Linked DNA regions of Mus musculus: region 2 is linked to region 1. The links are chromatin contacts, called in public HiChIP or PLAC-seq maps. All regions are on one chromosome and are shown on one strand. Each heading gives the region's core, a stretch centred on a gene start, on an enhancer-like site or on the middle of the called end of the contact. The rest is flanking DNA. Distances are from core to core; before and after follow the strand shown.

Region 1 (4,593 bases), core at 875-3,374:
AAGTATTTAAAAAAATATCTATTGGCACACATCTTTAATCCCAGTACTCGGGAGGCGGAGGCAGGCACATCTCTGAGTTTGTGGCTAGCCTGATCTACAAATAGAGTTCCAGGCCAACCAAGGCTACATGGAGAAACCCTGTGTTGAAAAAAATAGTGTACTCAAGTACATGTGTGTGTATATATGTGTGCGCACACGTGCCATTGCAAGCGTGTGGAAGTTAAAAGACAAGTTGTAGAAGCCAGGTCTGTCCTGCTTTGAGAGACGTTAGATCATCCAGCTTAGTAGAAAGCACTTTCACCTCCCGAGTCCCCTCACCAGTTCCGTTTTATTTTGGGGTGATGGAGTGGGAGGGGTGATGCTGAGGTCTCCCAGACACCCCACAAGCACTCTACCACTAGGCCAGGCTTCTCACTTCTCGGTTTGCACATTTGTAAGAACAGAAAGAGGAATAGACCTAGCCTTTTAGTATCAGAGAGAGTTTTGATGTGTGGTGAGTCTAAAAACTACTAGCTGATGTTCATGTGGGTTTTGTTGGATCTATATTCTTAGAGTCCCCCTACTGTCTGCCAACCCCAGGAGCAGGATCTATGCAGCCAACAGTCCTTGGATTCTTGGCAGGTAGATTGTTCTGAAGTGATTACCAGTACCCAAGGGTCCTATCCAACTCTCTAGCTCCTGTGTTTATCTGCCTCTCCCTTGGGGGCTTAGAGGCAAGGTTCTGGCACTATACCTCAGTGAAGGAATATTTGCCTTAAATGGTTGAGTTCCAGATTTGATACCCAGCACTGGGGGTGAAGATGACCCGAGAAACATGAATCTAAACGGAGAGCATCCTTAGGCCTGTGGCAGGCTGGCAAGAGGCAGGGGCCATCCACCTTCGTGGTGCTTAGCTTCAGCTCTTTTCCAGAATTTCACAGGAGCCCTGAAGGCATGGCCTTCACAGTCATTTCTCAGTACCCTTGGCTTCAGGACCCAAGGCAACATCTCCGTGGCCTCTGGATGAGAGGAGCTGGATCAGAGTGGGCCAAAAGGGGCTCTGCTCTACAGTCAGGAAGACGACATAAGCGCTTCTAGGCTCTAACTCAGCATGAAAGATTCCCTAAGGATTCCCAGCTGTGCATCCTCATTTGAGATCTGGGAGTGCATTTCAGCCTCAGTCCTAAGAAAGGTCTATGGGCTCGGGCAGACCCTGCCTAGCATGGTCCAAGAATGCATCTTGGGACAATACCTCATTCCAAGTGAGCTTTCCCAGCAACTCTAGCACCCGGCCCACTTCCCTTCCCTGTTAGAGAAGCCCAGTGCTTCACCCAGACCCAGTTTCCCCATCTCTTTGATGACTGACACAGTCTGGGAGCAGAATGGTTGTAGCTAATGTCCAGACTAGTTCCCTCTTGCTTTCCTTGTACCTCGGGACAGGCAAAAGAATTCATACCTCCAAGTTGTGTGTGTGTGTGTGTGTGTGTGTGTGTGTGTGTGTGAGAGAGAGAGAGAGAGAGAGAGAGAGAGAGAGAGAGAAGGGGAAACCTCAGCCCTTACCAGACTCTAAGCTAGCATGTTGACAGCTGCTGTATATTTGGTCCTTCACCCACTGGATCCTTTTCACAGAAGGCACTCGGCACCATCACCTGCTTTTCTGTTGGTTTAGAGACAGATTTGCAGTGTGGCAAGGCTGCCCTTGAACTCACAACAGTTCTTTCTGTCCCATCCTCCCGAGTGCTGGGCTTGTAGGCCTGTACCTAGATAAACATGAGTCACTCTATTTTCATGAGAAGTTAATCCCCTTCAGAGGAGAGAAGTGACTTCCCCAGGGCTTTATTAATTAAGCCGCTGTGCTGGGTGTGTGCAGTCTCTGGACCATTGGGCTGTCCTGCCCATTCTTTGCAAATAAAAGACTCTTCAATGACAGCAATTCCTTTCCTGGACTCTTTTGCACTTGAGGCACAGGGTGGGGGCTGATCTTCGACTCCTGCCCTGCCCCACCCGAAGGCTGGAGCCTGCAGGCAAGCCCTTTCTTTTCCACCAGCAACTGGAAGAACTGGCCTCCAAGTCTTGCTAGGGGCTGAGAGGGCGAACAAGGGGGCATTGAGCCTATTGGGGCCTCACAATGGCGGCTCTGTCCCTGTTGGTCGGGGGCTGGGCCCGTTTCCGATGGGGACAATAGTCAAAAGGCAGTGACGCTGGCAGGGCCTGGAATCCCGGGCGGGATTTTCCAAGGCCTCAAAGCCTACTGTTTGTCCTCATGGGAGACCCAGGAAACCTGCCTCCCAGTTGCCCCCCACCCACGCTGGGCTCAGTGCCCAGAGGCCCTGTCCCCCTCCCCAGCCCTGAGGTGACTGTGCCTTGGGGAGGGTGGGCTCTGAGGTGGGCACAACAGCAGCAGCTCATTTTCCCTTTAGATCTGGGTGGGTGAGGGTGCCTCACATCTGGTCCTGCCCACCCAGTCTCCATTGGAGGGAGGTGGTGGAGGTCATGCCTTGAGGAGACGAGGGACTTGTCTGTGCTGTTGCTGAGTTGAGCTGACTACAAATCTGCTCTTATCCTACATATGCTGTTCCCCGGTAGTGGTCCCGATCCTGCGGATGGACGCATGTGAGGGCCTGTGAGGCCGTGTTGTGGTCCTGGGCAGTGAGCGGCCGTAGGATGCACATCAAGGTTTTGTCCTGGATGAGGGTGGTTCTCGATGGCCTCCCATGAGAGCTGAGCTAGGGGTCCTAGAGGGCTTTAGCTTCAACGTGTGAGTGACCCCAGTCCCTCTCCAACACACCACTGACTTTAGAGAGGCCAGGACCAATGGGCTTTCTCAGAGTGTGAGGACGGCAGGCAAGCCTCCTGCCTGCTTCATTTCCACTTATGCCCAGGCTTGGTCTTATGGCCCCATAGCTCAGCTAGCAACTCTCTTCCCTTCAGAGGAACCCGTGTTCACCCCCAGGCTCTGTCTCTAGCTCTGTGCTAAGTGCAGGCTCTCAGGATGCTTCCTATGCCTTTCGCTAGCCCCAAGTTTGGGGGGCTACCTGGTGAAGGCCTTGATGGCTATCAGGATTTGAAACTTCAGAATCAGGTGAGAATAAAAAAGGCCTCTTTGCTGTCGCTTCTGAGAGCAGGAGCCCATTCCAGGCTCCCCAGCTGGATTCCAGCCTGGCCCTGCATTCCAGGCACACCCCCATCACCTTTGGCCTTGGCCTCTTACACGGGCCTGCCTCCCCTACACTCTTGTCTGCTCATCTTCCTCACCACTCCGGCTCCTTTCTTGTCTTGCTGGGCCCTGAACCTGGCAGGCTGGGGGGAGCCACTTGAGGTCTCTTCAAGGTCTGACCCAGACACTGGCAATGTCTTCCTCCACCCATGACTATAAATCAGGCTCTCTGTGGCTGTGGGGGTTGGGGGTGGCAGCTGAGCCAGTTAGGGGAGGGTGTTGGGGGGGCCTGTCCTCGTTGGTACATGCTGTGTTAGCAGGGAGCGGTGCCCAGCTGCAAGCCAGGCAGGCCTGGTGCTGGCTGGCCCTGCTCATCCAGCCTGAGGCCCCCCAGGAGGCCAGTCTTGGGGGTAACCAAGTAGGAAACCTGGATCTTTTCCCAGGGAGCTGGAATACCATAAAGATAGATTGTCCTTGTTTAGCATGAAACCTGGTCCAGAGAACCAGTCCCCAAGGAGAGATATAGACCCTGGCCTGAATCCTAGGGTTTTTCTCAAAGATGGTCACTAGACTTCTTCCCCAGGAGTGATAGATAGATAGACACATGCTCTCAAAGAAACAAATTCACAACATTTGCAGGGAGGAAGGAGACGCTCTCACCGAGGGACAGATGCACAGAAATAAAGCCCCACTCACACTCCACTTGGCCAGACATATAGGCCTTTACAGTGAATGGACACACAGCTCTTGAAACTCAAGGAGAGCTGATTCCCTCTAAAGTCCTGAGGTCAGACAGAAGACACAAACACACAGCCTGATGAAGCTGGCAAGTTTGCTACCATCTCTGCTACTCTCTCCCACATGACTTTCCACTCTCTCCTCCGCTCAGTCACTTTGTCTGCCACAGAGGGCAGAGGTGGGACGTGACATCTTAGAAAGGGTGGGAGGTGGAGGAATCCTTGCCTTGGATCCCAGGGGACAGATGTCAGAAGGGGACAGCTGGTCTCCTTTGCACCCCGTGGCCTAGCTAGAGGGTCAGCAGACAGGGTTCTGGCTATCCTGCAAGGCTGGCCTCCGTCAGGAGCCCCCAGGCTGACGTCAGTCCCACTCGGAGTTGTTGCTGGGGCTTGAGTCACGCCCTGTGACGCCACTGGGGTCAGCTCTGCAGCAGCCGGAGTGGCCTTCAGGGGCCCAGCTTCAGGGCTCAACACTCCCCCTGGGTACACCCCAGGATGAAGTGGGGCCATCCGAGGCCACATTCATCAGGCAACGCCAGCTGCCTGCTTCCAAGGACTTGGGTTGGTCTTCAAGGTCTCTCCCCAGACCTTTGTAGCATGCACGACTGATAGCACCCTAGTCAGCAGCCTGGCTGCCTGGCTGCTGGGACACAGGACTCTCGCTTCTGTCCTCGATTATCCTGCCTCAGAACTCCACTCTTAATCGTCAGCAAGCCCACT
Region 2 (4,899 bases), core at 1,935-4,434, 950 kb after region 1:
TAACCAGAGGAAAGGCACCTACTAAGAAATCCTCATTGATGTGGGGATCTATATTTCATTTTATTATTATGTCTGTGCACCACGAGTGCCGCTGGTGCCCTTGGAGGGCAGAAGAGAGCATCGGATCCTTGGAACTGAAGTTATAGATGGTTGTGAGCCGCCATGGAAACCAAACGCAAGTCCTTGGGAAGAGCTGGGGCTTTGGCAATAACCTGATATGTTATATCTGCTGTATCTCCAGCCTGGTGCATTTAGCTGAGTTTTGTTTTGTGTTCTATGCTCGTGTAGTTAATTGATAGTGAAGAGCATGCACATGCCACAGCATGCTATAGCATGTGTGTGGAGGTAAAGGACATCTTGTGGGACAGGGCATCAGGCTCGACTGTAGGCATCTTTACTCTCTAAGTAAACTTTCCAGTTGCTTTTCTGTTGCTGCTTTGGTGTTGGTGTTTTGGAGACAGGGACCTGGCTGGCCTGAGCCTCACTGTGTAGCCCAGGCTGGGCTTGAACATATGTCTTTGCCCTTTCAGTTTTTTGTTTGTGTGTGTGTGTGTGTGTGTGTGTGTTTGTGTTTGTTTGTTTGTTTTTCAAGACAGAGTTTCTCTTTGTAGCCCTGGTTGTCCTGGAACTCACTCTGTAGACCAGGCTGGCCTAGAACTCTGAAATCTGCCTTCCTCTGCCTCCTGAGTGCTGGGGTTAAAGGTGTGTGCCACCACTGCCCGGCATCTTTGCCCTTTCAAGTGCTAGGATTACAGGTGTGAGTGGCCATACCCAGCCAAATTTCCTGTGGCTGAGAGTTCAGCTGTAGGAAGTCAAAATTTAGTCAATTGGTTAATTTTAAAATTAATCAGGCCCAGCTGGGCATAGTGGTACACAGCTTTAATCCCAGCACCTGAGAGGCAGAAGCCAGCCTGGTCTTGAAATCAGAAATCCGTCTGCCTCTGCCTCCCAAGTGCTGGGATTAAAGAAGTGTGCCATCACTACCCGACTAGAGATTTTTTTTTTTAATGAATAAAAATCAAATAGGCAGTGAGTCAAAAATAAAAGATGTTAGGATGATGCATGCTGTTATACCAATACCTGGAGATAGAGGCCGAAGAACAAGACCAGACTAGACCATATGTCTCAAAAGACATTTTCATTAATCAAAATTAATAATGCTACATTATTCAAGACAATATGGGGACTGGAGAGCTGGCTCAGTGGTTAAGAGCACTGACTGCTCTTCTAGAGGTCCTGAGTTCAATTTCCAGCAACCACATGGTGGCTCACAACCATCTATAAGGGGATATGATGCCTTTTTCTGGTATGTCTGAAGGCAGCAACAGAGTACTAACATATATAAAATAAATAAATCTTTAAAAAAGAGAGAGAGAGTGTGTGTGTGTGGTAGTAACATAAAGCTAAGCATTAGTAAACCAGAACTGGAGCTGCAGAGCCATGTTTGATAGCGCAGGGCGGGTAGAGGTAGGTGGATCTCTGTGAGTTTAAGGCCAGCTTCGTCTACATAAGGAGTTCTAGACCAGCCTGGACTACATAGAGAGATCCCGTAATTCCTTATAAACTCCCTCTGTGTGAGTTAACAAGTAGTTAACCTAAAATGATGGGCGTCACATTCAATTATCTGGGGTCTGATGGATGTCTAGCACAGCATCTGACAAGCATGTTAAAACCCCTCGTTTCCACCTTCGACTTCACCTAAAACCTTCATAGTTTCTTCTCTTTCTTTTAGATTTTAATATTTTTTGGTCGGATTAATTCCTTCTCCTTGATGTGTCTAACGTCACGCGTGCCCCCAGAGCGCAGAAGCATCAGGTCCCTTGCCAATGCAGTGATGGATGGTTGTTAAGCAATATGTGGGTGCTGAGGGGGGCGTCAAACCTGGATCCTTTGCAAGAGCAACAAGTGCTCTTAGCCACCGAATGCTCTCTCCAGTCTCAAAAATGTAATGGTTTCTAATTGCCTACTGTGACTAATCATGACACACACACACACACAAGGAAAGCACATGCAGCCATCACACACGTGCAGATGACTCTCAAGGAACCCTCTGGAAGACTGGCAGTACCCGCCGGCAACACTGGTAAGTAGAGACTGCAGCGTAAGCTCCCTAGGGATTGTGCTATGGTGTTCCCATGGCCACCAGCAGTGTACAAGAGCCTGCTAGCCAGCAACCACAACCCCCTCAGCTTGGGTCCAGACTCAGGTACTGATGCTCTTTACAGGGAGTATGGGGAAGGGTGGGGTACTGAGCCGTTGAACACCCCATCCTGCTCACCACCCCATGTGACCTCAGATGGGTGTAGTACATTACAGAGCTTCTGCTCTCAGGGAGAGGCTGACCCCAGGCTTAACCTCACTGAAACCTCAGACCTGCGTGCTTTGCGCTGTGGTCAGGGAGGCTCGAGACTCTGCAGCACAAAATTTAGTTCTGACTCATCTCATAGATGGGGCTTCACTTCCACTCCCCCCACAAGACAGAGACATCAAGTCCACTCATCTCTCCTAAAGGGGGCTCTGAACTCATACATGACCTCTCCTGCCCCTCTCAATTCTGTCCCTTTCTCCCTTCTTTGGCAATCCATGTATCTTGCCACCTGCTGCCTGTCTCCTTCCATGCACACACGCATGCGTATGTGTGCGTGTGCATGTGTGTGTGTGTGCATGTGTGTGAGCATGCACATGTACAGTGCAAGCCTCAGTAGACCAGGAATGTGGAGTCTGTGGCTAAGGTGCCAAGTGGGAAGACTTCTGGACTGTGCAAAAAACATCAAGTTGCAAAGATAGCAGCCAGGGACAGACAGGAGATGCTGGGAGAAGCACAAGAGTAAGTAAGCCTTAGCTCTCAGAAAACACTCACGTATAGCATCGCAATCTCCTTCCCTCCCTCTGGCTCCACTGGAGAAACAAATGGATGAGCAGCAGGAGGCTGGGATAACCGAGAAAGAAATAGTGGGGACCATAGGAGTGCAGAAGGGGGTTCAGAGCCTTTCTCAAGACTAGACAGAGCACTGGAGAGCCCAGATCACAGAGAGGTAGGGAACAAGTAGGCCTGGGTGAGAGGAGGAGGTGGGTGGGCTGCTGCCCTGAGGGTACTCACAGGTGCTTGAGGAGGAGCAGCCCTTCCTCCGCCGGTGGCAGTGGCAGCCCTTGTGTACAGATGGAGAGGCAGCAGAGGAGGAAGTGACACACCCTGGGGTGGGGGGACTCTTGGAGGGTGGCTGATCTAGCAGAAGGTGGAGCAGATAGGAGTGGGCTGGGTAAAGAAAGGACCTAGGAGTCCCATCTACTAAGCACTGCTCCTGTGCTAAAGAAGTACAAGGAAGGGTCACCAGAACAGCGCCGGATAGTGGCGGTGCCCCCACCCCTGCCCCCACACATGTCACAGACGCAGAGATTGAAGCCCAGACTCTAAAGAGAGATCGACTTTGCAAAATGTCACACAGGTAGCAAGGGGCTGCTGGGCTGTAATCTAAATCCAACTCAGCTTCCTTCCAAAACTCAATGTTCTCTCCAGTATCACAGAGAGGAAGGAGCAGACAGGAAGAAACATGAAGGAAGGTGGTTTCTGTTCCTTTGGAAAACTCAGGGGCCATTGAGTTGTGATGACTGCCTTTCGTGCTAGGTATCCATCTTGGTTCCAATAGCCACTTGTCTTTTGATTTGCCAGGAAAATAAGTTCCCAGTAACCCTGACACACCGGCCTTCACCCACAAGCCTACATCTGTACTTGTTTTGATAGAATCGGTATTTGTCGCTGTTGTTGGTTTTGTTTTGTTTTGTTTTGTTTTCTCTGACATTCTTGTGCAGACATTCTGGACTACTTTGAGGTCCCCTTGACTACTACCTCTTGGCAGAGCAAAACAGCTCTTGGCTTGCATATGCAGATACTCAAGGTCTTGTGGTCTTCATTTTTAAAAATCCTTTCCTCATCCCTTATTCCCCTTTGAGTGGCAGACTCTAATTTGGCTCAGAGATTGCTGTCCTGCTACCAGTATCAATAAATTTAACTAATTATAACCTGGATTGAATCAAGGTCTTTCCCTAGAAGTCTCGACTCCTGAGAGTACCACAGCTAAGCTATTTGGACTCTGAAGCCAACCTGCCTGAGTTAAAATCCTGGCTCTCTCTCCGTTAGCATGAAGTAGTAAAACTCCTTAGCTGTATTCTTTAATCCAGGGTTTCACAACCTGTGTGAGTCACAACCCCATAGGAGTTGAACAACCATTTCACAGGGGTTGCCTAAGACCATCAGAAATATCAGATATTTGCATTACGATTCATAGCAGTGACAAAAATTGCAATTATGACGTAGCAGTGAAAATGACTCTGGTTGGGGTCACCACAGCATGTGGGACTGGATTAAGGACTCGTGACGTTCGGAAGGAGGGGAGAACTTCCTATGGCTGCCATTTTATAGATCACCATAAAAAAATAAGACGGTGTCTATTTAAGAGACCATCTGGTACAGTAAGAAGGGTGTGTGAGGATGCGGCTCAGTGTCAAGATGCTTGCCCAGCTTTCAGGAGGCCTTAGGTTTGGTCTCTATCACTGAGAGAGGCAATAACTGTAGGAGTGAGGAGTCTAAGGGGATAAGAGGTGGAGGCTTTTTCTTTTAGGTTTATTATTTATTAATATATGTAAGTGCACCGTAGCTGTCTTCAGACACACCAGAAGAGGGAGTCAGATCTCATTACGGATGGTTGTGAGCCACCATGTGGTTGCTGGGATTTGAACTCTGGACCTTCGAAAGAACAGTTGGGTGCTCTTACCCACTGAGCCATCTCACCAGCCCGAGGTGGAGGCTTTAAGGGTCTAGACAGTTGGCAAGTTAGAGAGAGGCAGATGGCTAGGTTTGGGGGTGCCACTGGGGGTCCAGGAGCCAGGATAGAGGTGAGT

Evidence for each region. HiChIP or PLAC-seq counts read pairs in DNA pulled down with a chosen protein or histone mark.
Region 2: a contact with region 1 is called in an H3K27ac HiChIP or PLAC-seq map of embryonic stem cells, with 4 times the contacts expected there. The contact joins the promoter of Itgb7 here to the enhancer-like site in region 1. A contact is called at or near these places in 1 of 39 promoter capture datasets (embryonic stem cells), 8 of 115 datasets of contacts at active chromatin or transcription factors (bone marrow-derived macrophages, craniofacial prominence, embryonic stem cells and 4 more) and 2 of 9 other capture datasets (adipose tissue and macrophages).

Annotation. Positions count from the first base shown.
Region 1 is chr15:101,275,502-101,280,094 of GRCm38.p6, forward strand. No RefSeq gene overlaps it. Among named protein-coding and RNA genes, the nearest start is that of Atg101, 6.5 kb to the right of the region's middle. Within about 2 kb of position 2,125, at least 55 of the 459 cell types and tissues checked have an H3K27ac peak or open chromatin away from gene starts, as enhancers often do. A contact at or near this core is called in embryonic stem cells and stem cell-derived neural progenitor cells, where this site is marked.
Region 2 is chr15:102,228,751-102,233,649 of GRCm38.p6, forward strand. It overlaps Itgb7 (integrin beta 7), which reads right to left and starts at 3,185. Exons shown (of 15, transcript NM_013566.2): 1 at 3,101-3,185.